Regions from separate parts of the Mus musculus genome. Here all the other regions are linked to region 2. Evidence: chromatin contacts called from public HiChIP or PLAC-seq and promoter capture Hi-C data. All regions are on one chromosome and are shown on one strand. The core of a region is the stretch at or near the end of the contact, and the rest is flanking DNA. Distances in the headings are between cores, read along the strand shown. Region 1 has its middle 39 kb from the start of Krr1. Region 2 holds the start of Phlda1 (pleckstrin homology like domain, family A, member 1). Region 3 has its middle 36 kb from the start of Gm29916. Region 4 overlaps Gm20758 (predicted gene, 20758). Region 5 has its middle 19 kb from the start of Gm29916. Region 6 holds the start of Zdhhc17 (zinc finger, DHHC domain containing 17). Region 7 has its middle 22 kb from the start of Osbpl8.

Region 1 (3,578 bases), core at 278-2,777, 430 kb after region 2:
TAAGGTATATCTGGTGGCTTTCAAGTTCAAAGACTCAATAAAGAAGACAGCCAAGACTGCACCTGGCTGAAGTGAATCTAGGGCCCACTTCAGGAGGCAACTTTTCATACAGTGTATTATTCATTCACTTGACAAATACTTTATAACTTCTAGCTGTCAATCATTGCTGTAAGATCAGAAGACACTTCAGTGAATGAAACATAGCAAGTATCCTTTCCTTGTAGATTCATTTATTGTAGTTTACTCTTAAACATGCACACTTGCACACACATGGGAGGGGGGAGGAAAGGAAGAGGAGAAGGGGATAGGGAGGGAGGGAGAGAAGAAGGGAGGGGAGAGAGAGAGAAAGAGAGAGAGAGAGAGAGAGAGAGAGAGAGAGAGAGAGAAAGCATGATTTAAACAATGACTCTAAACCAAACACTGTACCGTGCCTAGCAGCTGCAAACAAAAATAAAAAATTATTTCTAGCCCCCCAGCAGAAATGATGTAGCTCAGGGAAGAAAGGCTCTTGCCTCACAACCATGAATACCTGAGCTCAGTCGTCAGAGAACTCACCGTAGAAATAGAAACATGCAAGAAAGAAAGAGAAGACCCGAGTTAACAGAATTCCGGAAGTGGACAAGAAAACATTATAGCAGACACCAAAGAAATTCGGAGTATTGAAAGGGAATACTTTAAAATAACAGAGGCAGAGGTTGGAAGGGCCGAACCTATTCCACAAAGTTGTCTTCTGACTTCTACACGAATGCCATGGTAAGTGTGGCACCTACCCCCATCCCCATCCCAGTATCATATACACAAACATACTGCTAATAATAATTTTACAACAATTTCTACACCCAGAGCAATGGATCTTTATTTTAGGAACTATGTCCTAATGCCATCTCAGAGGCTATATTGCATTGGATAGGCATTATCAACCCAAGTAGAAAAGATGCACGTTAGAAACCATTACTGGATAAAACTTGATGAAGGTCTTGGAAGGTGAGAAGACAGCTGGGAAACGCTATTTCCAAGAGTGAGTAGCCTGCCAAAGCCACGCACTTGGTCTACAGAGTCTCTTCCAAACCTTGATACATTTTAAGCAAGCAGTTAGGAGTTTTCATTTGCATTCAGCACTGCACGTTATGCAGCCAGCTTTGAGGACGGACTTCCCAGTCTCTGAGCTTCAGGCTGCAAATGCCAAGAGGTAAGAGGAATCTGACCTTTGACGTTATTGATTGTGGCAGCTCTAATGTGTGTAGCCACAGGACCCTTGGGGTTTTGAATGCTTGGGTCTCTCAGTAGCAGCCAAACTTTGAGTGTGCATATGTTAAAGCCAGTGGCTGTTCCGCCCAGTAGAAACATTAAGAATGAGAGAAGCAGTACTAATCTCTCCTCTAAAAGATTCCTACCTGAGCAGCCCTGACTGAGTTAAGCCTCTGCAGCTTTCTCATTCATGAAATAGGGCGATAATCCTGGACTCCCAAAGCTGGAACTGTGACAATTAAGGCGACAAGAGAATTAGGCACTTTAAATTCCTCGCAAAGGAATGCATTCCACTAAATAGAAAGACTAAAAATAATTCTATTTGCAACAATAGTCCTCAGGCAGTGTCCTTAACCCAGGTTCTCCAGAGGCAGCTATGGCTACACGCTACCCAGGATCTCTCAATCAAAGTTCCTGACATTTGTCTGAGATACAAATAGACAAGCATATGACGGCTCTTCCTATGTGTCAAGATGTCATAGCTTCTGTGGTTTTGCTCACACTGCTTCACAGTTTAAATTTTCTGCATATATCCATGCATTTATTAAGTGTGTCTCAGAAATACTTTATTGTATACTAACTGGTCTCGATGGTAGGTGCTAGAGAAGGAGACATATAGTGGGTACCTGTCCTACCTTCACAGTATGCAAATTGGAAATGGATACAAATGAGTTGCAAGTTGTGGTCTGGTTTAACGTCTTAAGGGTTCTTTGATAACACAGGAGAAAAGGATTTTGAATTCCCTCATAGACAACCTGGGAAACAGAAAACAATCACCTAAAAAAACAAACTAAACAAAAGTATAGAATAATCACAGGTCATCAGTGAATTGCTGGCGGGAACAGAAAAACACCATTTATGGCAGTGACTCTTGACCTGTGGATGGAGACCCCTTGCAGGGGGGGGGGTGTCAAATGACCCTTTCTTAGAGGTCACTTAAGACTATTATAAATATCAACTATGAACAATATTATTCATAATAGTAGCAAAATTATAGTTATGAAGTAGCAACAAAAATAATTTTGATTGGGGGTCACCACCACAAGAGGAACTGTGTTAAAGGGTCACATCATTATGAAGGTTGAGGTCCACGGGTTCAAAGGATGTCAAGAGAGTTGGGCCTTCTCTCAAATTCAGCTTATCACATTAAGAAATCACGTATGGCAGGCAGGCTGGTGAGAGATATCAGAGAATAAAGGCAGCCTAGCCTAGTGACCTGAGTTCAATCCCCTGGCTTCACACAGTGGAGAATGTGAGAACTGAGTCTCAACAGTTGTCCTCTGACCTCCACACCAGTACCATGGTGCATGTGCATATGAACACACACATACACACTAAATACATACATACATACATACATACATACATACATACATACATACATGCATACTACAAAAGGGAAGACATACAATCAGCTGTCCTCAACTTCTCGTGTACTACCTTAATAGACTAGTCTTCAATCTCCTTACTTTATCCCCTGAACTATATGCCAAGATAAACCTTTCTTACTTTAAACAAAGGAAAAAAATAAATCAATGTGATGTGGATTTTAAAGAAGGGATATAGAAATTGAAAACAACCTAGGACTGATAATTGTGTGTGTGTGTGTGTGTGTGTGTGTGTGTTAAAGGACTGTATTTGGAAGGTTGTTCATTTCTTCCACTGTATGTGTAGCAGGGATCAAGCTCAGGTCTACTGAAGTTTGGCCCATTGCTATGTACTGTAATGCTGAATTCTGTACCTTAAGACCTAGGCCTACAGTGAATTCTCACATTTACAAGCTTTTGTTGTGCAAACCTTGTTCCTGGATTTGAAACTATTGGTTAAATTAAAATGGCTACAGCCAAATACTGGAGGGATTAGCGGTAGGTGGGTTTCTAGTTACCTCTCTGAAGGTGGAGAGAGAGGAGTGAGGTAAGACCAGGAGAGGAAGAAGAAAGAACTAGGGAAGAGGAGGAGGCTGCCATGAGGGGAGATGGACCATGAACATGTGGCAAAGAGTAACAGCCATATCTGGGGTCCACCACTGGGGAGGTAGCAAGGCCAACAGTTAGAAGAGTAGATTAGGAGCTGGGCGTTGGTGGCGCACGCCTTTAATCCCAGCACTCAGGAGGCAGAGGCAGGCAGATTTCTGAGTTCAAGCCCAGCCTGGTCTACATAGTGAGTTCCCGGACAGCCAGGGCTACACAGAGAAACCCTGTCTCAAAAGAAGAAGAAGAAGAAGAAGAAGAAGAAGAAGAAGAAGAAGAAGAAGAAGAAGAAGAAGAAGAAGAAGAAGAAGAAGAAGAAGAAGAAGAAGAAGAAGAAGAAGAAGAAGAAGAAGGAGAAGA
Region 2 (3,410 bases), core at 770-3,269:
AAAGGCGCGTTTATAAGAGCTACTGAGTATCAGGCGTTTATAAGAGCTACTGAGTATCTAGCTTGGGGAATCTGCTTCACTCTTTGGCAATAAGTACTTGGCTATGCCAGGAAGGTGGAAAACAGAACACCTTAAAAACAAGTTGAATGAACCATTAATTATGTAAAGGAAAACATTTTTAATGTTTCCTGCATTTTCTGACGATTTATCTTTTGAGGATTTTGTTTGTTTGTTTGTTTTCTTTAGGAAAAAGTCTCTCTAGCCAGTTAAGTGAGGTGGCAGTTGAAATAAACAGAGCAGAGTTTCAGGCTACAAAATTCTGAAACTTAAATTTCCAATAATGGAACTTATTGTGGTCAATGTACACATAGCTTACCACAGAAATACTAATTGTGAAACAGCCAGAGGGAATCAGGGAATTTTAAAGTCTTTAGTCAGAATGAAGTGAACACGTTGGAAATCTATGATGACTGGGCATTTGCAACTGTTTTAGGAAAAATAGTGCCTGGTAAACTGGGCTACAGTTCACAGTTCAGTGCTTTTCCAAATGGGATACCTTTCTCAACTATGCCTCTCTGTGTTGGCTACAAACCTCTACCTGGCTTTAGGGACTCTGGATACTATAAATGCACTTTCCAGATAACAAGAGAATGCTGTTCTGCTGAAAAAAGACAGCTGGTAGTATAGGAACTCTGGAGTGCTGACCTGTTCTACAGAGGTGGGGGAAAGAAATTAAGGTGGTTAGTAATCAGAATTACAAGTCTATTCTTGGTATACACAAAGATAATGCTTATGCATGATCACATTAGAAATCTTTACATTTGTTTTTTTGGGGGGGGGGGGGAATGGGGAACAAAAACGAAAGGCTGTAAAATGAGTCCAAATGTAAGACTCAGAATTGTTTTTTTTGAACTGGTCCATTTGATCAGAACCTTGGGTGAAGGTCCAAGAACTCTGTTTTCGAGAAGACATTTCTGTTAGCTCTCAGATTAAGTTCGAGTTTCATAGCACGACACACGAAAGACTTTGAATAGTTCATCCTCGACATTCTCTTCGATTGGATTCCTGATTCTTCCTGGCGGTGTGGCAGCAGCCCTTGTCTGACCAACAGCCTGTTTTGTCCTATCTCCTTATGGTGAGAGGAGGCTTAGAGGTTATTTTCCCAAACTGGAGACTAGATCTGTGCTTTATAGTCTACCTTATCAGGAAAGGTTTAAAGGCAAGACGGAGACTAGGACTTTCCAGAGTCAGATTCCCACAGGTGTTTGTAGGACATTCGCCAAGGCTTGTGTGTATGACCTCCCAATGCTGGACATCTGCCTACCCTGCTACTGCTGTGGACTGCAAGGTCTGATCTAGAAGGAAACCCGAGGGCCTAGAGAGATGGCACTCCTCGCAGAGGTTCAATTCCCAGAACCTGTTCTAGGGATCTGCTGATTTCTGACCTGCGTTCTCATACAATACGTACTACACACACACAAGCAAAACATACACTCACAAAAACAAAAACCGCTTGGTGAGTCTGGCTATTTTGCCTGTGTTCTGTGGCAGGAAAGGAAGTCAAGAATGTATACCTGGAGTGAGTCCACCCTTATTTCCCTGTCACTACAAACTGGTAGCTTTATTGTTTTGCCTTAGCTAATTGCCCCCAGGAACAACTATTTATTTAATGGCTGAACAACACCAACAACAAAAAAGCTCGAAGCACTCTTGGGTTTTGTTCCCTGAGATGTTTACATAGCTATGGGGGGGGGGGGGGTAATGCCCGCTATGGAACTTCGTCCCCTAAGTTTTATGCCCTTGTCTGGAGTCGGCTCCGCGTTGACCCCAGGGGTGGCTCCCCAGGCCTGCCTGGATCTGCTACCCACCCCCGCAGCGGAGAGCCCACCTGCTAAGGAAGGGCCGGTCCGTGGGGGGATGGTTTTTCGGCGCCCTCTGGGCGTCGGCAGTCGCCGCCCGGCAGCCGCGGCGACCTCAGCGACCGCGTGGAGCCTCCAGGAGTTTCCAGAACCTGCTTCCAGGCGGCGCGGGCGGCCGTGGGCGGTGGGGCGGGGCGGGGGCGGAGCCGGCGGCGGGGCTGGGGCGGAGCCGGCGGCGGGGGGCGTGTCCGCGGCGGGCTCTGGGAAGGCCCCAAGTTAATGAGGCGTACGCCGGCTGCCGAGCGCCTCTCGGAGCTGGGTTTTCCCCCGCGGCGCGGGCGCCAGGAGCCGCCTTTTCCGCTGGGTGTCACTCGGGGGTGGGGAGGGTGGCCCATTGAAAAGCGCCGCGAGGGGCCCCGGCCAGTGCCCTTCAGTGAGCGCTCGCCGGAGGACGGCAGAGAGCAGCCCGCTCACGGCTCCGGGATCTTGTGGCGAGTCAGGACGCGCCTGTCCCTCTGCCGGGACCCCGAGCCACCGCCGCCGCCGCCACCGCTCTGTCTCCTGCGAGTCAGCCTTCTCTGCGCGCTCCGGGCGGGCGGCCGCGGAAGCCGCTGGGGCGAGGACGGCGCAGGGCTGCTACTGCTACCCCCAGCCGGAGCGTCTGGAAGCCTGAAGGCCGAGCGGAGCAGCAGCACCCCTTATGCCGGAAGGATGCTGGAGAACAGCGGCTGCAAGGCGCTGAAGGAAGGAGTGCTGGAAAAGCGAAGCGACGGGCTGCTGCAGCTCTGGAAGAAAAAGTGCTGCATCCTCACCGAGGAAGGGCTACTGCTCATACCGCCCAAGCAGCTACAACAGCAGCAGCAGCAGCAACAGCCCGGGCAGGGGACGGCCGAACCGTCCCAACCTAGTGGCCCCACCGTCGCCAGCCTTGAGCCACCAGTCAAGCTGAAGGAATTGCACTTTTCCAATATGAAGACTGTAGACTGCGTGGAGCGCAAGGGCAAGTACATGTACTTCACTGTGGTGATGACGGAGGGCAAAGAGATCGACTTTCGGTGCCCCCAGGACCAGGGCTGGAACGCCGAGATCACGTTGCAGATGGTGCAGTACAAAAATCGCCAGGCCATACTGGCGGTCAAGTCTACCAGGCAGAAGCAGCAGCACCTGGTCCAGCAGCAGCCTCCGCAGACGCAGCAGATCCAACCCCAGCCCCAGCCGCAGATCCAACCCCAGCCCCAGCCGCAGATCCAGCCTCAACCCCAACCCCAGCCCCAACCTCAGCCCCAACCTCAGCCCCAACCCCAACCCCAACAGCTCCACTCCTACCCGCATCCGCATCCTCATCCTTACTCTCACCCGCACCAGCACCCACACCCGCACCCGCACCCGCACCCTCACCCTCACCCTCACCCGTACCAACTCCAGCACGCGCACCAGCCTCTTCACTCGCAGCCGCAGGGTCACCGGCTTCTCCGCAGCACCTCCAACTCTGCCTGAAGAGGGCGGCACCCGGGCCACTCAAGGTAAGGTCCTGGCAACCTGGGACACCTA
Region 3 (3,788 bases), core at 758-3,257, 390 kb before region 2:
GACAGCCACCCCAGCTATGAAAGTACTTCTCTTCAGCGGGGAATCCTCTTAGTCAAGCTTCCAGTGGTGGCAGCTGCATGCTCGCTAGCCTGGGCTGCTCCCCTCTTTGTCCTTATAACCTGTTCTTTTAGTGACCTGAGCTTTTAATGGTGACTTGCCACTGTGATAGTGAGAAAGAGATTGGACAGCGGTCTTAGGTTCAAAGGGAACTCCAATGCCTCAAATTCCAAAAGGCAGTCCTAACGCCCATAAATGAGCTCAACCAGGGCTATGGGAGGATTTCTGCTGGTTAAATTAAAGCCAGCATTCTTAGGAACTTGTGAAGCCTGTTTACCCAAAGGAATCATTTCTCTTCCCCTGGCAAAAAGGCTCTCCAATTAACATATACCTATGGCACCTATCGGCATCCCAAGGTCCATGCCAGTCCCAAGGCTCCCTCAGTCCCTACTCAGGAATACTTGTCATATATTTCAAAGCTCATTTGAGTCTCCTGGCCCTTCCCTCTCTCCAGCTACTCACCCTTCTCACTCTCTTTTTTCTCCCCTGCTATTCTCTCTTCTCTCACAGAAGCCCTGGCCATGTTCAGTCAACTCTCGTTCTGCTCTGGGCAATTCTAGATGCCTCTGGTGGCTCTCTCTTTCTGTCTCTGTCTCTGTCTCTGTCTCTGTCTCTGTCTCTGTCTCTCTCTCTCTCTCTCTCTCTCTCTCTCTCTCTCTCTTTCATATCTACAATTAAAACCTTCTCCATACCCACACAATGGAGAGGTCATGCTGTCAGTTTATATAGATGGTGAGTGAATTCACCATTTAGACTAGAAGAAGAAGAGTTGGTTGAGCCATTTGCATTTGCGCAGAGGGTAGGGGTCACCTATAACATCCCCTGGTTAGAACTTCAGGACTCCACGCTAGGGGGAATTCCCAGTGGGGATAAGAGGCTGCTTTTTCTAGTCTCGTGTTAACCGGCTTTCCTTCACGAGTTTCTTCTCGTGAGAATCAAGATAATATCTGAGATGCTAAGCAATTAAAAAAAAAAAAAGGCAAGAAATGGAGCTGACAGCTCCTAGATGCTGTGAAGGAGGAAGTTTATTACAGATAAGTGGAAGAGTTAGCGAGAGACAGACACACGTGGGGGAACCCAAGCAGTCATGACTTTGAACCACGTGGGGAGAAGGGGAGAGGAAGGGAGAGAGAGGACTCAAGTACAGCAGCCGGGAGGCCAAAGGGGCAAAAGGAGAAAAAGGGGGCAAAGAGTAGGTAGCCAAAATATCTGGATTATTTAGGGAAGAGCCTCTGGGTAGAGGGTGGCGTGCCATCCGTGCCCTGGAACAGGTAGGGACTGAGGGATGCTGGGAGAACCCGGAGGCCAGGTCCACTTTGATATGTTTGTTAAGTAGATACCTCAGTTACTTGTCCTGAGTTTAAAACTTAACACTAAGAAGATCAATTAACACAAAATATGTGAATTTTAGCAAAAATGAGAGTCACATAATAAATATTTACCACATAAGAGCCATCTTTAATAACTAAAGATCACTCCTAAATTTGAATTAGGGAGAAACTAGAGAATTAAAATATTGTTTTCTTTTTTTATGCCCTTGAAATTTGTTTTGCAAATAAAGTCTTTTTTTTTTCTTTTATAGTGTCTTCTGCCTAGACTGACAAGTTGACTCTGAACTCAGATCTTCCTGTATCTACCTTCCCATTGCTGGGGCATACAAGCCTGTATCTGCATGCTTAGTTTATGTGGTACTAGATCCAACCCAGCCAGAGGGGGGCTGCATGCATGCTAGGCAGAGTCTCTGTCCACTGACTATATACATGACTACTACTATCTCTGTCCCCAGCCTTGTAAATTGAACCTTCTATTGTCTGTGAGGATATAGTTCTTATAAATATTATTAAAACTGTACACAGTTTTTCCTTTAATATAATCACTTAAATGTCCAGTAGGCAGAGGACTGAATTCACACAGACTTCCTCTTTCTGGCTTCCTGATTTCTGTTAGTGGTATAACCACCTCCTGTAACTCATGATTGGAACACTAATTATTTTTGACCTACCATTTCCGTCTTATCTGACCTTCATCATTGCTTTCAAAGCTTACCCCGCCCTTCTCCCTGTCTCTGGCCACCACTCCTGTTCAGGATACCACCTTGGCCTTTTTGCTTCAACTTTCTCTTTTCCTCCCATCAAGCTGAATTTAAGCCTGTTTCACCACATCATCTCTGCATCTGCTCGGCTGTCTCCAGTAGCTCCTACCACTTGTCAAATAAAAGACTATTCAACGTCTCCTTGAAATGTCAGCTGGAAAGGAAGACAGACAAACGAACCAGCGACTTAAGACAGTACAGCCTTTTACAGGGAGCAGCAACTCAGAGGGCTTTTTATAAGAATTGTAGTCTGTTGTCCACTTAGCTGGGGTAGTTACAGGGCAGCAGTTGGGGAGGGGTAGGTTGCAGGAAAGGTTCCTATTGTGGCTGGAGTTTGGTGTTTTCTAACAGTAGCAGGTGAGAAGTCAGTTAAAGAATGTCAAGTAACACACAAACATCTTCCTGGGCTGGCAAGGACTTGGGGTTCACAGGGCAGCCCAGCATCTGGAGAAACAAGTTAATTTATTTCCAGAAGTTAAACCACTGTAGTTACTGGAATTGGCACAATTCTACCAAACTGGGGTTTTACAAAACAACATTCTGTCTGGCTAACACTTCTCTGTGAGATGGCCTTAAACCCATACCTCATGGCTTTCTGAAACCGGTATCATTTTATAGCCCAGGCTGCTCTCGAACTTGAGCCTCATAATATCCTTATTTTTTTTTAACTTCTATAAATCTGTTACTATGAAGGGTAAGATGTAGCTGAAGTGACTGAGGTAATGATACTGTATCCTGGAGCTACTTGAGTTTGCTTAGTACAAGGCCCTCTACCCCACAACGATCATGTCTGCCTCCAGCACACATTTGATATTTCTGTGACTTTGACCATGCTCCAGACGTATTAGCCAACATAATCAGTGTAAGCTAAAATAACTGAAGAAGGTGTAAGTTAAAAATAATTGTCATGTTATATCTGAAATAATTACTATGCTCAGGCAAGAGTAAGCACTTCAAGTGACCTCACCTAACTTTGGTTGTTGGTCTTTATGATTTTTGCCTTTAGAAACACTGTACCTTTGAGCTTCCTCACCAAGAGACCTTGAGGCTCGGGAGGCAGAGGCAGGTGGATTTCTGAGTTCGAGGCCAGCCTAGTCTACAAAGTGAGTTCCAGGACAGCCAGGGCTATACAGAGAAACCCTGTCTCAAAAAACCAAAAACCAAAACAAAACAAAAAACAAACAAACAAAAAGAGACCTTGAGGCAATGAGACTCGGTCTCCAGCTAATAAAGGACTCATTATACTCTTAGTAGGCTTCGTGAGCATGCCTGTGGGTACCTTTCTCACATGAATGACTACAGTAACAAGATTAGAATCAAGTGAATGAGCTTTATGGTAAGGGGCCAGTGAGATGACTCAGCACAGGGAAGGGGCTGACAACCCCCAAACGCCTGAGTTTGATCCTCCCAAGTGGTAGAAGAAAACAAACTCCAGCATTCTGTTCTCTGACCTCCACACAGACGATGGTGTGTGTGTACACGGATCTCACAAACAAACAGAGAAGTGAATAAATGAACCAAACTTTTTAAATAAATGAATGGAGATCTAGTCAATTGGATAAAATGAGAGATAAGTAATTTCTACTTTGGCAAGACAGAGTGGCTATTTGAAGATAGGAAACTGGGCAAGAAGAAAGAG
Region 4 (3,795 bases), core at 1,143-3,642, 360 kb after region 2:
AGTGTCTCGTAATAAACATAACTTGTTAGGTATAGCACATTCTATTACTCTCAGTTTTATCTTCCTTATGTAATTCTACTTAATTTTTAAGTGCCCATCAGGCTGAGTACGTGATCCTAGAAAGGACTCTCCTGTGGAATTAAAATCTTATTGCTTCTAGTAATCGGAAGCAGAGAGTGTGCTAACTGGTGATCATTATTGGCATAGACAAATGCAATCTTGCCAGCCTATTGTTAACATGTAGATATGTGGCTTAAACAAAACTTTAGTTTTGAAAGTCTGAACTTTCCTGTTGTTTTGAGAAATGGTAAATCTCTGCTAATACGAGTAGTATCCATTGGCTGGAGCTGACAGAGCCAAGAAGCAGTTGCTCCTGCTTCTCCATGGGTTCAGCCATTCTTTACCTCCTCGACACGGAATATCGGCAGCCATTTAAGCCTGGACCTGTGTGTGTGTGTGTGTGTTGGTGAAAAATATTTTGTTACTGAGCATATGATGGGAATCTAAAAATAAGAGAGCCGTGTGGTTATCCTCTCCTAACACCTGTTTTGAGTATCTGTATCATCTCTCGGATCTCGGAAGCACTCAGTCTGTGACTCATGGAGTAAGGGTGGAGGGATGGGAAAAATTCACAATAGAAGGGGAAAAGTGCCCTAGGAAGATACTAAAAGCAGCAAATCTGTGAGACTAAAATATTAAAACTTCAAGGGTCAAGAGCATCCAGTACAGGCTGAGTGGATTTTTAGAGACAAGGGAATATGCGAATCTAATTAGCAAAATCTGCCAAGGAAGATTCTAATCTCTCCTGGTGATTCATCTACGTCTGAGCCCTGCTGCTGACAAGAAGAAACACAAGTCAAGGATTTGAAAGGGTATGGGAGGGGAGGGGAGGAGATGGAGGGGGAAGAGAGAGGGAGAGGGGAGTCGAGGGGAGAGGAAGGGGGAGGGGAAGAGAGAGAGGAGGGGGAGGGGAAGGGGGAGGGGGAGAGAGAGAGGAGGGGGAGGGGAAGGAGGAGAGGGGAAGAGAAGGAGAGGGAAGTAGGAGGGAAGAAGAGAGGGGAGAGGAAGGAGGAAGGGGAGAGGGAGAAGGACAGAGAAAGATAAAGAGAGAGAGAGCAGTTACTCTCATCTGGAACAGTGTATCCATGATGGAACAGGGCCGCAGTGGACGCTGTCTTAAAAGGCAGTTGGGACTGAGCAGTCAGTCTAGTATGAGTTTAGCCACTCACTGGAAGATCTCAAATTCTTTCTCACTTGTGGGTCCAGCTGGCTTTGTTCCTAAGTTCAAATACAGCCTGAATCAGGGTACATGGTAACTCATGCTTTTAGTCCCAGAATTCAGGAAGCCAAAACTGGAGGACTTCTATAAGATCTAGGGGAGCTTAAGTAGGCTACACCCCTAACACTCGCAGACAAGCGCAACCCAACAACCAAGTAATGTGGGGTGTGACAATATTCTTTTTTTTTTTTTTCCAAGACAAGGTTTCATTATGTAGCTCTGGTTGTCCCAGAACCCAATATATAGGCCAGGCTGTCCTCAGACTCCGAGATCTGCCTGTCTCTGCTTCCCAAGTGCTGGCATTACTCGGTTATGACAGTATTCTTAATCTTTGAGTCTTAAGAAGTCTCATCTACTGTTACCCATGGTAAATCCTAGGTAAGTCTTAGTCTGTTGGGCATGCTAGTAAAAAAAATAGACCACAGGCTAGGCAGTTTATAGAAAATAGAAGTTAAATTTTCTTAGTTCTAGGTACTGAAGTCTAAAATCAAAAGCTTGGGAAGATTTGGCAAGCAGTTGCTTATTGATTCTTAGTTGGTACCTTCTTTCTGGGTTCCGGTATGGCAGAGGTGGGAAGAGATCTTTTCATTGGGTCTATTATTATTATTATTATTTGCAAAACCTTGTCTTGTCTTCTTCTTTCTGATGCTAGAATTCGAACCTAGTGTTTTGCACATGTTAATGGAGTAATCTACCACTGTCTCTTGGCCCAAGACTTGGATTTTATTTTATATTATTTTATTTTAAAAATAAGGGCACTAGTCTCTTTCCTAGGAATTCCAATTTCTTTTCCTTTCTTTCTTTTTTTTTAAAGATTTATTTTTTTTTATATGAGTACAGTGCAGCTGTCTTCAGACACAACAGAAGAGTGCATGGGACCTCATTACAGATGGTTGTGAGCTATCATGTGGATGCTGGGAATTGAACTTAGGACCTCTGGAAGAGCAGTCAACGCTCTTAACTGCTGAGCCATCTCTCCAGCCTGAGGAACTCTGTTTTCGTGCTCTATTTATTCTCCAAGCCCCTGCCCCTTTATTCCATCACCCTGGGGATTAGAATGTCAGTGACTACATTTTAGAGGAGTAACCACAGGCACTCTGCAAAGCAGAGGCTGGCATCCTCTCATTAACCCTTGACAGGCGTCAGGTTAGACAGGGAAGTCATTTACATCGGGCGTTACCTAGAGCTGTACCCACAGTGCTGCCAAGCATTTTAGAGAAAATTGGAGATGCTAAGTTTTAACTGTAGCTTGGTGGGGGAAAAAAAGTAAAAACTGACTCAAGAATTAACAACCGAATGTCAAATTAGAGGACTTGATGAAAAGAACCAAAATAAGCCTGCTGCAATTTCCACTAAAATACCGAACTCTTGCCCCAGACTTAAACTAATTTTGAAAAGGATTTCAACCCTCGAAGTGTCTTTTGGATTCAATAATAAAGGAAGAAGAAGAAACAAAGAGGAAAGACAGGCGATTCTTGCTTAAATGTCTCTCTCGGAAACCAAAGAGTGTTGACTTCTTTGTTCTGTCAGTTCCCCAGGGAGCAACAGAAGCTGCCGCACCTCTGCTGTTGTTCTGCCAGGAAGCAGAACACAAAGAATGGCTTCTAGCCTGGTGCAGGCAGTCTCTCTTCTTTCTTCTTTCTATTCCCCGATGAGCTGAGCCTTTAAAAACAATCTTCCCACTGTGATTCTCTTGTGTCCCAAACCACAACCCATGTTTATTCTTCATATGTCATGGTTTGTCAACGGTTTACCTTGCTAGCAAATCAGAAGGAGGGCTAATTTTAAACCCTCACAGACTGATGAAAAGGCCTCTGATTCTTAGACTGTAGACGACAAAGGTACTAAAATAGTATAAGAATAACTTTGCCCAGAATAAATATATGTGGAACATCCTGTGTGTTAAATAGCTAGGATCAATCAAAACTCTAAGACCTACGATTTTTACGATGACTGAAATAATACATATAGATAGTATAGATATATTACATCTATAATAGTATAGATATATTAGGTGCAGGAAAACTTGATTTTCCTGCAGAGATATTATAAAGTAATAAGTAGGATATAACCAACATGATATTTAAGAGGAAAATGTAGACTAGTTTATTAGTCTAAAGAGCATCTCTCTTCTCTCCCAGTTCAGCAGTCGTCTCTCCAATTCTATGAATGGAGGCCCATACTGAGTAGTTAAGCTGTCAATCTTTTCCATATGAATCATGAAACCAAGAGAAAATGGGAGATCCTCAGAAGGACCCAGAAGATGCAAGATTTTTATTTCTAAATTATGTAGGATAACAAGATGAGCAGACAAGACCATGAGAGTCTAGAGCCCATAGCAAGAAGTCCAGGGAGCTCCCGTGGGCTTGAACATGTTCTTCCACAAATTCAGGGACTTAATAGCGTGGATGGTGCTGTTAAGATAGGGGACCGTGAAGAGATGAGGCCTCTTCTTCTCTGAACAGAGCTAAAGGTTGTGAACATATGGCTCAGATCCTTGCTTGAGAAGGGGAAAC
Region 5 (3,453 bases), core at 123-2,622, 400 kb before region 2:
AATCTAACACTGCTGGGTCTCGCTAAGGGATACATTAAAAAAAAAAATAGGCAAGTTGCTTATAGAAAGAGAACCCCTGAAGGAGAGGGGTAATGCAGAACTACACAAATTACATAGAACAACCTTCTCCCTCTTTCCCTTCTCCCCTCCTTCCTTTTTCTCTCCCCCTCCTTTCTCTTTCTCTCCTTCCTCTTCCCCTTCCCCCCTTTTTTCTCCTCTTTCTCCTCCTATTCTTCTCACTCCTCCCCTCCTCCCTCTCCTCCTCCTTTGCCTCCCACCTGCTCTCCTTCCTCCTCCTCCTTCTCCTCCCCCTTTTCCTCTCCTTCTCTTTTGCTCTCCCAAACTTTATTAATGGAAAAAACAGTGTTGGCCAAGCTATGAAGCACAATCAGTTTTCTGGAATCCCACTTGCAAACACCTGACACTTGGTTTCCAAATGCTCACACAGGAAGCGCACAAGGTTCCGGGTTGGGCTAAACAGGTAAGAAGTTGCAATCCTGATGCTCGCGTGTTCCGGCTTTGCCCAGTCTGTAATCTGTCCTTGAATAGTAATCTTTGCCCAGTAGCTACTATGCCCTCACTCGTTTTGTCTGTTAGCTTGCTGAACTCTTCTTCCCTATGTAGAATTTGAGCCGCCTGGCCAAGAACTGCATTTCTTATGTCAAAACTAGGAATTTGTTTAAAGCAACAGCATGCTCTCTTTTGTATGAGTTGCCTTAGCAGCTATGGCTTGTACTACAGTCTCCTAAAGGAACTGTGGGTTGTCTTAAGCATTCCCAAGCAGCCATGATGAGTTTGAATCTGAAGGAGGCCAGCCACAGCCATTAAATTAACCCTAACGCTGGAATTATTTACATCCATGTTGACCAATGTCCATCTTGAGTTGCAGTTTAAGTAATTTTTGACTTATCAGATTCTAACAATATGTAAAGTTTGAGGTGTCTGTGAGCAGGGCCTCTCTTCTGCTCTGTGAGCTCACCTTGGGGAACTAGGGTCTCAGATAACTCAGAAAACCACAGCGGTTGGAGCCAGTGGCTTTCAGGTTCTCTTCTCACGAACTGGAAGAATGAATTCCATGACTCACAGAGGGTGAGTTTTAGTAAGAACGGTTCTATTGCAGAAAACTCAAAAAGGAAAAAGTCAGGGTCCCCATGCCACTGGGTTCCCAGAAAGTGGGATTCCAGTGAGTCTCCCAATGAGACCTCACTGGATGGAGGCCTGGAGCTGGGGTGAGCCGATCAAGCCCGCTCCCATTCCTGGTCTCAGCCCTGACATCATATTTGGTTTCTGGGAAAAGGGTTCCTTTAGGCCAAGGGAGATAAGGCAAAACTGCTTCTATTTCCTGGCACCCGTGGCCTCTGGCCAGGACAGAACCGAAAGCACTTAGGCTTAAATATCTCTGGCATCTTTGGCCTCCAGCGAGGAGGATGCAGCTGGTGGGACCCAGAGTATTTCCTGCTTTAGCAGAGGGGAATCTGTGCGTGTTTGGAGCCGATTAATCCTGCATTGATGCGGTAGTTTCCATGTGTGGTTCTTGTTACCAAGTTTGTTTTCCAACAGTGTTTCTTTATCCAAGACTAAGCGTAAAACCAAGCCACCAATCAGCAGCTTCTTGCGCATTCCGAATCTTGAAAGGAAAGCGAACGCCTCCGAGACACTTTTCAAAGAACTTGGACCAGTCACTGCTGTGGATGTTTCTTAAATCACCTATGCCTTCAATCTTATGAGCGTCAGACTTTCTGGTCTTCAAGACAGACAATCAAGTTTCTAAATTCTGTTTCATCTTTGCAGGTGAAGCAGACAGGATTCTGGCAGCGGAATCAAAAGCTTGCTTCATTCAGAACGTGCCCCCCCCCGCCCCCCCCCCGCCCCCCCGTCTCTCAGGTTGCTGCCCCGCCCCCAGCCCCACCCAGGTGTAGTAGCCGCAAGCTGAGGGATAATATAGATAATATTGATTCTCTGATCCTTTATAGTCGTGCTTTTGTTTTGATCCATGAACTGACCGGATGTAGACTGGCCCCCTCCGCTCCTCATACTCAAATCCATGTAAGAAAGGGGAGGCTTGTAGGTGTCAGAAATGGAAAGACTCAAATTCAGAGTAGCGAGTGAGTAGTGCCAAAGCTGGGGGTGTCACGGTCACAGAGCACCCAGGATTGGCTATTGTCAAGCGGCATGGCGTGAGTCATCAGACTTCACGTCCGTCCGTCCGACCGTGAGGCAGCAACCGCAGAGAATAAGCAGCTGACTTAGCTAAGAGAAGTGCTCCGTTAGCTTCCTGAACATGAGCAAGAAGTCTGTGCTGGTCAGTATTGCGTTAGCTTGACACAGCTAGGGCAATCTGGGAAGAGAGAAAAATGCCTCCATCTGATTGGCCGGTGAGCAAGTCTGTGGGGGAGCATTCTCTTCACCAATGATCCATGTGGAATAGTCCAGACCACTCCTGGGTTGATAGTTCTGGGATGAATAAAAATAAATAAATAAGCTCAGCAACCAGGAGCAAGTTTCTAAACTGCGTTCCTCCATTACCTCTGAGTCCTGCCTGGATTTCCCTTCCTGGTGGATTATAACTTGGGTTAACCCTTTCCTCTCCCAGGTTACTCTTGGCCGTGATATTTATCACAGCAATAGAGAGCAAACGAGGAGCCTCTGGTGGGAGCCTCGGGTTTGAGAGTTCAGTCCATGCTCAGCTTGGTCTGTTGTTTTTAAGTCCGTGACAAGGCAAAAGCATCATGGGAGAAAGCTGTGACAGAAGAAAATGGTCCCCATTATGGCTGCACAATGTGAAGGAGTCTAGAACATTCTTTTAGGAGTAATTAACTCTATTTTCTTATTTTTATAGTTATCTTATTTATATAGTAATACAAAGCAAAGTTGCATGCAGAATTCATTCAGATCATTTAATAGCTTCAGTTTTAGTCCTTTTATATGCGTTTGGAGATTTATGTAAAGAGAAGTTATTAATATGTGGTCAGAGCAATTACTGTACTCCAGGAGGGCTGTGAAACACACATGCAGACAGACAGACAGACAGACAGACACACACACACACACACACACACACACACACTCAAGAAATAGAGTTTTCCTCAAGCTGCAGAACAAGAAGACACTAAACAGTTGATCCTTAGAGTTGGATGGATTCTGGTACAAAACATTTCTCGAGCAGCTGGAGAGATGGCTCAGTGGTTAAGAGCATTGACTGCTTTTCCAGAGGTCCTGAGTTCAATTCCCAGCAACCACATGGTGGCTCACAACCACCTGTAGTGGGATCCGATGCCCTCTTCTGGTGTGTCTGAAGACAGCTACAGTGTACTCATATACATAAAATAAAACTTTAAAGACAAACAAACAAAAATGTTTCTTGAAGGGGAGGAAAAGTAGCAGTTTGGACCGTCCATTCTTCTCTTTCTTCTTCCTCCGCCCTGGCTGCTGGCTGTGATGTTAGTGTTGCCT
Region 6 (3,406 bases), core at 896-3,395, 500 kb before region 2:
TTACTAGACCTAGTGCTTACTTGGCAAAAGAAGTCTCTATCTTACCAATTTCACCTCTGAGCAATAGGGAAGTTGATTTTCTAGTAAGATTCCATCTGTTAAATAACAGACTGGTGACACCTTAAGTTCAAGCTCTCTATATACCAAGCAATCTCTAGATTTACTAGTAGGTTAAGAAAAACAACAACTGTTTTGAGACACAGTGCCCCTATGCAGCCCTGGCTGGCCTGGAACTTGCTATGTGGATTAGTCTGACTTCAAACTCAGAGACATTCCTGACTCCCAAGTACTGGGTGTGAATGACCACACCCTGCAAAATTATGTTTAGGGTAACAAACAACATACATTTTTACAAAGAGGAAAGGTTTTTGTTTTTGTTTTTGTTTTTTTGTGTGTGTGTGTGTGTGTGTGTGTGTGTATAGTTTGGTCTCACTGAGCCACAAGCTGGCTTCCAACACATTATACTCTCAAAGATAGCTTTGAGCTCCTAATCCGTCTCTCTCTACCTCCAAACATCCACTGAGTGCCACAGTACATTAAAATACATAAGACACTTTTAAGTGCTTGAAATATACCCACAGGAACCGATGAGCAGAAATATTCCTTAACCCCAAATACAACACAACATCTGAAAACTTTCTGGACATATTTTAGGACCTTGTGTAAACCAAAAGAAATCTTTCTAAGTTTATTGCCACTTTAATTTTTCAGAAAGTTTCTTCTTACTGCATAGCTGTGTCAGAAACCCAAAACAGTCTTTTCTAATGAGACTTGTCTCAGCATATATTTCTAAGAAACTGTCTCAGTTTGTGTGTGTGTGTGTATGTGTGTGTGTGTGTGTGTGTGTGTGTGTGTGTGTGTGTATGATCAAGTTAAGAGATAATAGGGTATTAATACGAAAGTGGTCCTTTGTATTTACAATTAAAAAAAAAAAAACAAGACACAAAAGCCAGGAAGAAATAAAATCAATCGAATGCAAAGTAACCACGTTTATTCGAACACCACGGATCTGGACACCATTCTCAACCTCAAAACACGACCTGAGTTCTGCAGGAAGCTGCGCTACACTTTCCTGCCCTCCCCGCATCTCACCGTGCACCGATGATAATAATAATAATAATAATAATAATAATAATAATAATCAACAAACCTGGATACACAAAGAATTGCTTCCAGGCCTTTACTAAACACAAACTCAGCTACAAACTGGGAGGTAAACAACGGGCAGAACCTGACGGCTCCGGCAGAGAAAACTGTTCCCGTCCAGGAGATACAAAAGAAAAAACGGTGGGAAACGTGTTGCGCTGTCTACCCTCCCTGACAGTCCCCAAACAGCGCTACTTTGTGACAAGCTAATGGGTGCGTGCGTTTATTCGCCAAAGTTCAGACCCTCTCTCTTTTTGTTTTTTTGTTGTTTTCTTTTCTTTTCTTTTTAATAGCCTAAGGGCAAACACACCCCGAAATTCGCTGTCCCCAGCGGCGAGCTGGTTGCTATGGCATAATCTGGAAGGACATCACTTTGCCCAGGAAAACTACGATCCCCGGGGAACGAGTGAACTGATGGGAAGGGTCGTGTCATCCGCCACCGAGAAAGAGGGGACGAGGAGAGAGTTAAAACCAAACAGCAGATCGGCTGCCTCCCCTGCCTGGGGAGGCTTGGAGCGAGACCAGGGGCTCCGGCCGAGGTTCCAAAGTGTCAGCAGGCCCCCGTCGCCCCTGCACCCGCAGGCAGCGCGGCGACACCACAGGACCATCGCCATCCCCACCTCTGTCCTCCAGGCACCGCCAGGGACGGCGTCCCAGAGCCCGCCCCGGCCGGGCCCGCCCCGCTATCTCCTCCCCCGTTATCCGCTCGCTCGCCGCCGCGCTCGGGCCTGGACTCGCTTTCTTCAGCCTCCCCCGGGGTCCCGCCACAGGTCACCGCGCCGGACGCCTCGGCCGCCGCCCCGGGCGAGGCTGAGGGAGCGAGGCCGCGGGACCGCAGGGTCCCGGGAAGGCGCTCGGCGCCGTCCCTCACCTCCGGGTGGAGAAGGGGCACGCAGCCCGTTTCGGTCTCGTACTCATCCGGGCCGTCCGCCATCTTGGTGTTAAATCCCTCCTCCCGCTGCATGCTGGGAGAAAGCGTTTCAGCCTCGCGGGGCTCGGCAAGGCGGAGGGCGAGCGCGAGGGCGAGCGCGAGCCCGGATGAGGGCGACGCGGCGCCACCGCCACCGCCGCCACCTCCTCTTCCCTCCGAGCCCCCGGGACGCCCCCTCAGCCCCTCCCGCCGCGGAGGGCGCGGGTCCCGATGCGCGTGCGCCGGCCCGGCCCGACCCGGCCCGGGGCTGGAGTGTGCTCTCTGCTGCACTGCGCCGGGGCAGCGGACCGCGTTGGGCGTGGGCGCCGCGGCCCGGGGGCGGGTCCCGGTCGGAGGCCGATGCTGCTGCTGCTGCTGCTGCTGCTCCTCGGCTCCGGCCACCCGGGAAAGGCCGCGCGCGACACAAGACGGAGATCCAGAGCCGCGCAGGGCAGGGTCCCGAGCCTTCCAAGGGCTGGAAGGGCTTAGGGTGTGACCCTGGGAGAGCAAGGATGCGTTCTCCTCGCCTCCGCACCTGTGCCTCGGGGACACCGGGAGAAGCAAGGACAAAAAAAAAAAAAAAAAAAATTGGCTTCCTTGAAAAAGCTTTTGTTGTGTGATGCCCTCTTTGCGATTGAGCTAGGGCATTTTTTTTTAAAATCCTTGCTTTTGACAAGGTCAAAGCCCCACACTTTCCCATCTGCTGCATTTTAATAGGGACCCGGGGATTCAAAAGTGAAACCTTTTTAAAATGAAAGCTCTAGAGTGTGACCCAGATAAAAATGATTAAAGCCGGCTTTAAGAGGATATTGGGGTTGGGAGGGGGCTGATGGAACAATTGCAGAAAGGATTTGTTTCTGGTTTGGGCTACTAGGGATTGTAAATCTCTACAGCGCCAGGGAACATTTAGCAAAGAGCGATCTGATTAGAGATTCTGATACTAACCAGTCCCCTGTCAAAGCCAAATCAGCCAAAGATCACCAGAGGGGAAAAAACCTGCAGTCGGACAAAGCCAGATTTACTGGTAGATCGGGAGGAAGGCACGTCAGAGGAAAAAAGGATGGGGCATGGAAGAGGAAACCCCTTTGTAAGGTTTATATTCCCGCCAAAAGAATCTGAGGAGGGTCTGGGGAGAGCTGAGATCGGTTCTGGATTGGACATAATCGATTCTGAGGAGGTGAGGAAAAACCAGGAGTAACAAGGCATTGGACGAGATCACGAGGCTAGGTCCGTTCAATACTGTGCTCTCCCAGTAACAAATGAAAACGGCAAAGTAGACCTAGTATTCGTCGGTAAACGGGCAGTAATCACTCAGAAAAAGGATGAATATGCTATTTTATAGCTGCTTCT
Region 7 (3,532 bases), core at 602-3,101, 360 kb before region 2:
TCTTGATCATCCTGACTCCACTGTTTGAGTGCTGGAGTTACAGGAGAACACAATCACGATTGTCCATCAATGTGTGTGTGTGTGTATGCATATGTGTGTGTGTGTATGTATGTATATATAATTTATTTATTTATTTACTTATTTATTTCTGAAATAGCATTTTAATCTGTAGTCCAAGCCAGTTTACAACTCACTGTGTAGCTCACGATGGCCTCAAACTCCAGGTGATCCTCCTGCTTCAATCTTCTAAGTGCTAGGACTAAGCAGTTTGGTTGAATTCAAATCTAATAAAACTCCATACATTGCATTTAGTTGACAGGTCTGATGAATCTACTCTAATCACAGCAATATACTTTTTCCCTGCCTCAAGTGCTGGGGTTACAGGTGTGCACCACTCCCCTGGTTTAGGGGTATTGGGGATTAAATACTTGCATGTATACGAGTACTTTACTAACAGATATGTTTTCAGCCCTATAGTATTTTCTGTCTTTTCTTTTTTTTTTTTTTTTTTTTTTTTTTTTCCAGGTAGGGTTTCAGGTAGCAAAAGCCGGCCTGGAATTTGCTATTGTAGACCAGGTTATCATCTGCCACTTAATGAGTAGGCGGCTACCCTGGGCTGCATGAGACCCTGTCTCAACAAACAAACCTGCAACTATGTATCACCACCACTCCGAAGTAATCTTTCTGGGTTTTATCTCCCATGAGTTTGCGATTCAGATTTATATATACCTGTCTTACTTGTCATTAATAAAGGTCATTTTGCTCTAAAATTTTCCCTGTCCTTAGTTTAGATATTTTCAAATGATGTGCTTTAGCAATTTAAGAAAGTAACGCAAAGTGATTGAGACAGTAAAGATAGCAGTTTAGATGCAAATAATATCTACAAAGATTTGGCTAATTATGAAAGTGAAATTAGTTTAATACTGTAAGACCACTGAGTGTCTGTGATGGTTTGTATATAATTGGCCCAGGGAGTGGCACTATTAGAAGTTATGGCCCTATTGGAAAAGGTGTGACCTCAGAGTAGGTGTGTCACTGTGGGCATGGCCTTAAGACCCTCAACCTGGCTGCCTGGAAGCCAGTATTCTGCTAGTAGCCTTCAGTGAAGATGTACAACTCTCAGCTCCTCCTGCACCATGCCTGCCTGAAGGCTGCCATATAATGGACTGAACCTCTGAACCTGTAAGCCAGCCCCAATTAAATGTTGTCCTATATAAGACTTGCCTTGGTCATGGTGTCTGCTCAAGGCAGGAAAACCCTAACTAAGACAGTGTCCATGAGTTCGGTGATCTCTAGAAGGGAGCTGACATTCAAAAGTTAAGTTTTGAGTTGGGTATGGTGACCCACACCTGCAATTTCAGCACTTGGGGTGCTGGAGGCAAGAATATTAGGAGCTCAAGGTTTTCCTCAGCCACACAGTGAGTTTACAGCCAGCCTGAGACCAGTCTCAAAAACAAAACAAAACAAAACAAAACAAAACAAAACACAGCACAGCAAAACAAAGCAAAGTAAAACAAACCACAAAACAGGACCTGGAGAGATGGCTGGTTAGTTGAGTGGTTAATGCTCTTGAAAGAGGTTCAGTTCCCAGCATCAAACCAAGTGACCCACAAACTACCTATGACTTCCAGGAGATAGCCAACTCTCTGACCTCCACAGGCAGGTACATGACAGACACAAACTCAAGCAGGCACATGCATGGCCACATGAAAACAAGACAAAACCCAGAAGAGAACAAAGGAAGGATGGAGTTGTTAACCACTGTCTATTTCCGGAGAGAGGATTCTGTGGGACTGGAGCTGGGAATCTAATTAAAGCCGTGCACGTGAGAGTTTACAGGCAAAAGTAGGTCTCCCGTAGAGATCGACTGAAAGCGGAGAGGGAAGGCCATCGATCAGCAGAACTCAGAGCAGAAGATGAACTGTGAAGACACACAGACAAGGACCTTTATTGGAAAGTAAAGTTCTCTTTCTCAGGCCAGTGAGATGCTGCAGTGGGTCAAGGTGCTTGACCCTGATCAATCGCCAGGACCCGCACGTCGGAAAGAGAGACTCCAAGTTGTCCCTGGATCTCCACACATGCGCAGTATCACCCAAATAAACAAAATCTAATAAAAGCTGTCCTCTACCTTGCCACCCCTGGGGAATAGGTTAGAAACCTGGTGGAAGACATCTAGGCAGGGCTTGTCACTAGAAAACGTGGACAGATGGCTGCTCCCTGGTAATTTTGCAAGCATGCACGGCACCTTCACTCTCTGACAACAGCATACATGAAATAAGCTTTGAAGCTCTTGTCGTTTACAGAGTCCAGGCCCCTTGCTAGCCTTGCTTCTATTTCAGAACAAAGGTAGAATAACTTACAGATGTTTGGTAATTGTGCGTGACTAGGGTGAGGCTAGCACCTGTAAAACTTACAGCTTATGAAGTTGAAAGGATTATATTTGAAATGGCTTATAAAATTGAGACTTCTCAGGAAGCTACTATGTTTGTATAAATACAGAGTAGACAAAACTGACCGAAATAGTATATTTAGTCACAGACGAGACTATATGTACTATGAGCATTTTAACTTGTATTAAGGATAGAGAAGCTAGGAGCATGGCTCAGTTAGTAGGATACTTGCTTCATATACACAATGCCTTGAGCATGATTGTCAGCCCTGAATAAACCAACGGTATTTGGTGATATATGTCAATAGTCGTAGCTCTCTGAAAAAAAAAAAAATGTAGGCGTGAGGATTAGAAGTTCAAGGTCATCTTGCCTGTAAACTGAATATGAGGCCTTTCTGGGCTGCCTGAGATGCCAGCCTCAAAATATCCAGACCAAACCGAGTCAAACAACACAGGAAAAATAAAAGTCAGCAGGATCTTCTGCAGAGAAATTACAGATCTGATTTTATCAACGATGTATTAAGAGGTAGGCAAAGTTTGGAAAATTCTATGTGAAATACAGAAAAAAAAAAAAAGAAGTAGGGCTTTGATTAAAAAAATAAAAAAGACAGTGGGGCTGGAGAGATGGCTTGGCAGTTAAGAACCTGGGTTGCTCTCCAGAGGGCCTGGATTTGAATCCTAGCATCTATATGATAGCACACAGCCATCTGTAACTCTAGTTCCAGATAATCCAACCCTCTCTCCTGGCTTCCAAAGGCACTGCACACATGTGGTGCACAGACACGCATACAGCAGAACATCTGTACACATAAAATAAAAATACAATCTAAAAAAACCTTCAGGGTGCCTGGTGTGGTGGTGTGTGTATCCCTTTAATCTTAGCACTTGGGTGGCAGAGGCTGGAAGACGGATCTCTGTAGATTTGAGGCCAGACTAGTCTACAAAGTGAGTTGCAGACAGTCAGGGCCTCATAGTGATGAGGCCTTCAAAAAAAATGCAAAGTCTAATTCCTGTGCTAGAGTTCATCACAGCTTTGGAAATATAGGAGCTATGACATTTGTATGTTTGCTTTTTGAGATATTCCGATTTTAATCGTATTTGCAATAAATTGCTTTTTCATAGACCACCTGAGAACTGAAAGAA

The links. Promoter capture Hi-C pulls out the DNA fragments that hold promoters and counts their contacts. HiChIP or PLAC-seq counts read pairs in DNA pulled down with a chosen protein or histone mark.
Region 1: a promoter capture Hi-C map of liver shows a contact between it and region 2, with 13 times the contacts expected there. The contact joins the enhancer-like site here to the promoter of Phlda1 in region 2. A contact is called at or near these places in 23 of 39 promoter capture datasets (the 3T3-L1 cell line, 3T3-L1-derived adipocytes, the C10 cell line and 15 more), 10 of 15 datasets of contacts at CTCF or cohesin (the G1E-ER4 cell line, the NIH/3T3 cell line, embryonic stem cells and 5 more), 251 of 484 Hi-C or Micro-C datasets (3T3-L1-derived adipocytes, the 63-12 cell line, the AML12 cell line and 125 more), 74 of 115 datasets of contacts at active chromatin or transcription factors (the 230-238 cell line, CD8 T cells, the HPC-7 cell line and 52 more) and 5 of 9 other capture datasets (adipose tissue, embryonic stem cells, embryonic tail and 2 more).
Region 3: a contact with region 2 is called in a promoter capture Hi-C map of pre-B cells. The contact joins the enhancer-like site here to the promoter of Phlda1 in region 2. A contact is called at or near these places in 10 of 39 promoter capture datasets (the 3T3-L1 cell line, the C10 cell line, the HPC-7 cell line and 6 more), 5 of 484 Hi-C or Micro-C datasets (embryonic fibroblasts, germinal center B cells, granulocyte-monocyte progenitors and 1 more), 2 of 115 datasets of contacts at active chromatin or transcription factors (bone marrow-derived dendritic cells and embryonic forebrain) and 1 of 9 other capture datasets (adipose tissue).
Region 4: a contact with region 2 is called in an H3K27ac HiChIP or PLAC-seq map of stem cell-derived neural progenitor cells, with 4 times the contacts expected there. The contact joins the enhancer-like site here to the promoter of Phlda1 in region 2. A contact is called at or near these places in 17 of 39 promoter capture datasets (3T3-L1-derived adipocytes, the C10 cell line, the HPC-7 cell line and 11 more), 2 of 15 datasets of contacts at CTCF or cohesin (large pre-B cells and pro-B cells), 12 of 484 Hi-C or Micro-C datasets (the N1E-115 cell line, cerebellar granule neurons, cochlea and 7 more), 33 of 115 datasets of contacts at active chromatin or transcription factors (the 230-238 cell line, the NIH/3T3 cell line, VIP interneurons and 24 more) and 3 of 9 other capture datasets (adipose tissue, liver and pancreatic islet).
Region 5: a contact with region 2 is called in an H3K27ac HiChIP or PLAC-seq map of regulatory T cells, with 5 times the contacts expected there. The contact joins the enhancer-like site here to the promoter of Phlda1 in region 2. A contact is called at or near these places in 12 of 39 promoter capture datasets (the 3T3-L1 cell line, 3T3-L1-derived adipocytes, the C10 cell line and 8 more), 11 of 484 Hi-C or Micro-C datasets (the Ba/F3 cell line, the G1E-ER4 cell line, the HPC-7 cell line and 8 more) and 12 of 115 datasets of contacts at active chromatin or transcription factors (CD8 T cells, the SCID.adh cell line, bone marrow-derived dendritic cells and 9 more).
Region 6: an HNF4G HiChIP or PLAC-seq map of pancreatic cancer cells shows a contact between it and region 2. The contact joins the promoter of Zdhhc17 here to the promoter of Phlda1 in region 2. A contact is called at or near these places in 3 of 39 promoter capture datasets (hematopoietic stem and progenitor cells, liver and pre-B cells), 2 of 484 Hi-C or Micro-C datasets (CD8 T cells and embryonic stem cells), 3 of 115 datasets of contacts at active chromatin or transcription factors (memory CD8 T cells, pancreatic cancer cells and thymic regulatory T cells) and 1 of 9 other capture datasets (liver).
Region 7: a promoter capture Hi-C map of pre-B cells shows a contact between it and region 2, with 2.0 times the contacts expected there. The contact joins the enhancer-like site here to the promoter of Phlda1 in region 2. A contact is called at or near these places in 10 of 39 promoter capture datasets (the 3T3-L1 cell line, 3T3-L1-derived adipocytes, the C10 cell line and 5 more), 1 of 115 datasets of contacts at active chromatin or transcription factors (effector CD8 T cells) and 1 of 9 other capture datasets (adipose tissue).

Annotation. Positions count from the first base shown.
Region 1 is chr10:111,931,629-111,935,206 of GRCm38.p6, forward strand. No RefSeq gene overlaps it. Among named protein-coding and RNA genes, the nearest start is that of Krr1, 39 kb to the right of the region's middle. Within about 2 kb of position 1,528, at least 10 of the 459 cell types and tissues checked have an H3K27ac peak or open chromatin away from gene starts, as enhancers often do. A contact at or near this core is called in the HL-1 cell line, heart atrium and liver, where this site is marked.
Region 2 is chr10:111,504,267-111,507,676 of GRCm38.p6, forward strand. Phlda1 (pleckstrin homology like domain, family A, member 1) reads left to right here and starts at 2,020. Exons shown (of 2, transcript NM_009344.3): 1 at 2,020-3,382. The coding sequence starts at 2,139. The coding sequence ends at 3,356.
Region 3 is chr10:111,117,409-111,121,196 of GRCm38.p6, forward strand. No RefSeq gene overlaps it. Among named protein-coding and RNA genes, the nearest start is that of Gm29916, 36 kb to the left of the region's middle. Within about 2 kb of position 2,008, at least 99 of the 459 cell types and tissues checked have an H3K27ac peak or open chromatin away from gene starts, as enhancers often do. A contact at or near this core is called in the HPC-7 cell line, adipose tissue, bone marrow-derived dendritic cells and 3 more, where this site is marked.
Region 4 is chr10:111,864,924-111,868,718 of GRCm38.p6, forward strand. The region is part of intron 2 of Gm20758 (predicted gene, 20758); the gene reads right to left. Among named protein-coding and RNA genes, the nearest start is that of Gm20758, 7.6 kb to the right of the region's middle. Within about 2 kb of position 2,393, at least 33 of the 459 cell types and tissues checked have an H3K27ac peak or open chromatin away from gene starts, as enhancers often do. A contact at or near this core is called in the 230-238 cell line, the N1E-115 cell line, embryonic stem cells and 4 more, where this site is marked.
Region 5 is chr10:111,101,064-111,104,516 of GRCm38.p6, forward strand. No RefSeq gene overlaps it. Among named protein-coding and RNA genes, the nearest start is that of Gm29916, 19 kb to the left of the region's middle. Within about 2 kb of position 1,373, at least 141 of the 459 cell types and tissues checked have an H3K27ac peak or open chromatin away from gene starts, as enhancers often do. A contact at or near this core is called in the Ba/F3 cell line, the G1E-ER4 cell line, the HPC-7 cell line and 8 more, where this site is marked.
Region 6 is chr10:111,007,921-111,011,326 of GRCm38.p6, forward strand. Zdhhc17 (zinc finger, DHHC domain containing 17) reads right to left here and starts at 2,146. Exons shown (of 17, transcript NM_172554.2): 1 at 2,018-2,146. The coding sequence starts at 2,110.
Region 7 is chr10:111,140,895-111,144,426 of GRCm38.p6, forward strand. No RefSeq gene overlaps it. Among named protein-coding and RNA genes, the nearest start is that of Osbpl8, 22 kb to the right of the region's middle. Within about 2 kb of position 1,852, at least 6 of the 459 cell types and tissues checked have an H3K27ac peak or open chromatin away from gene starts, as enhancers often do.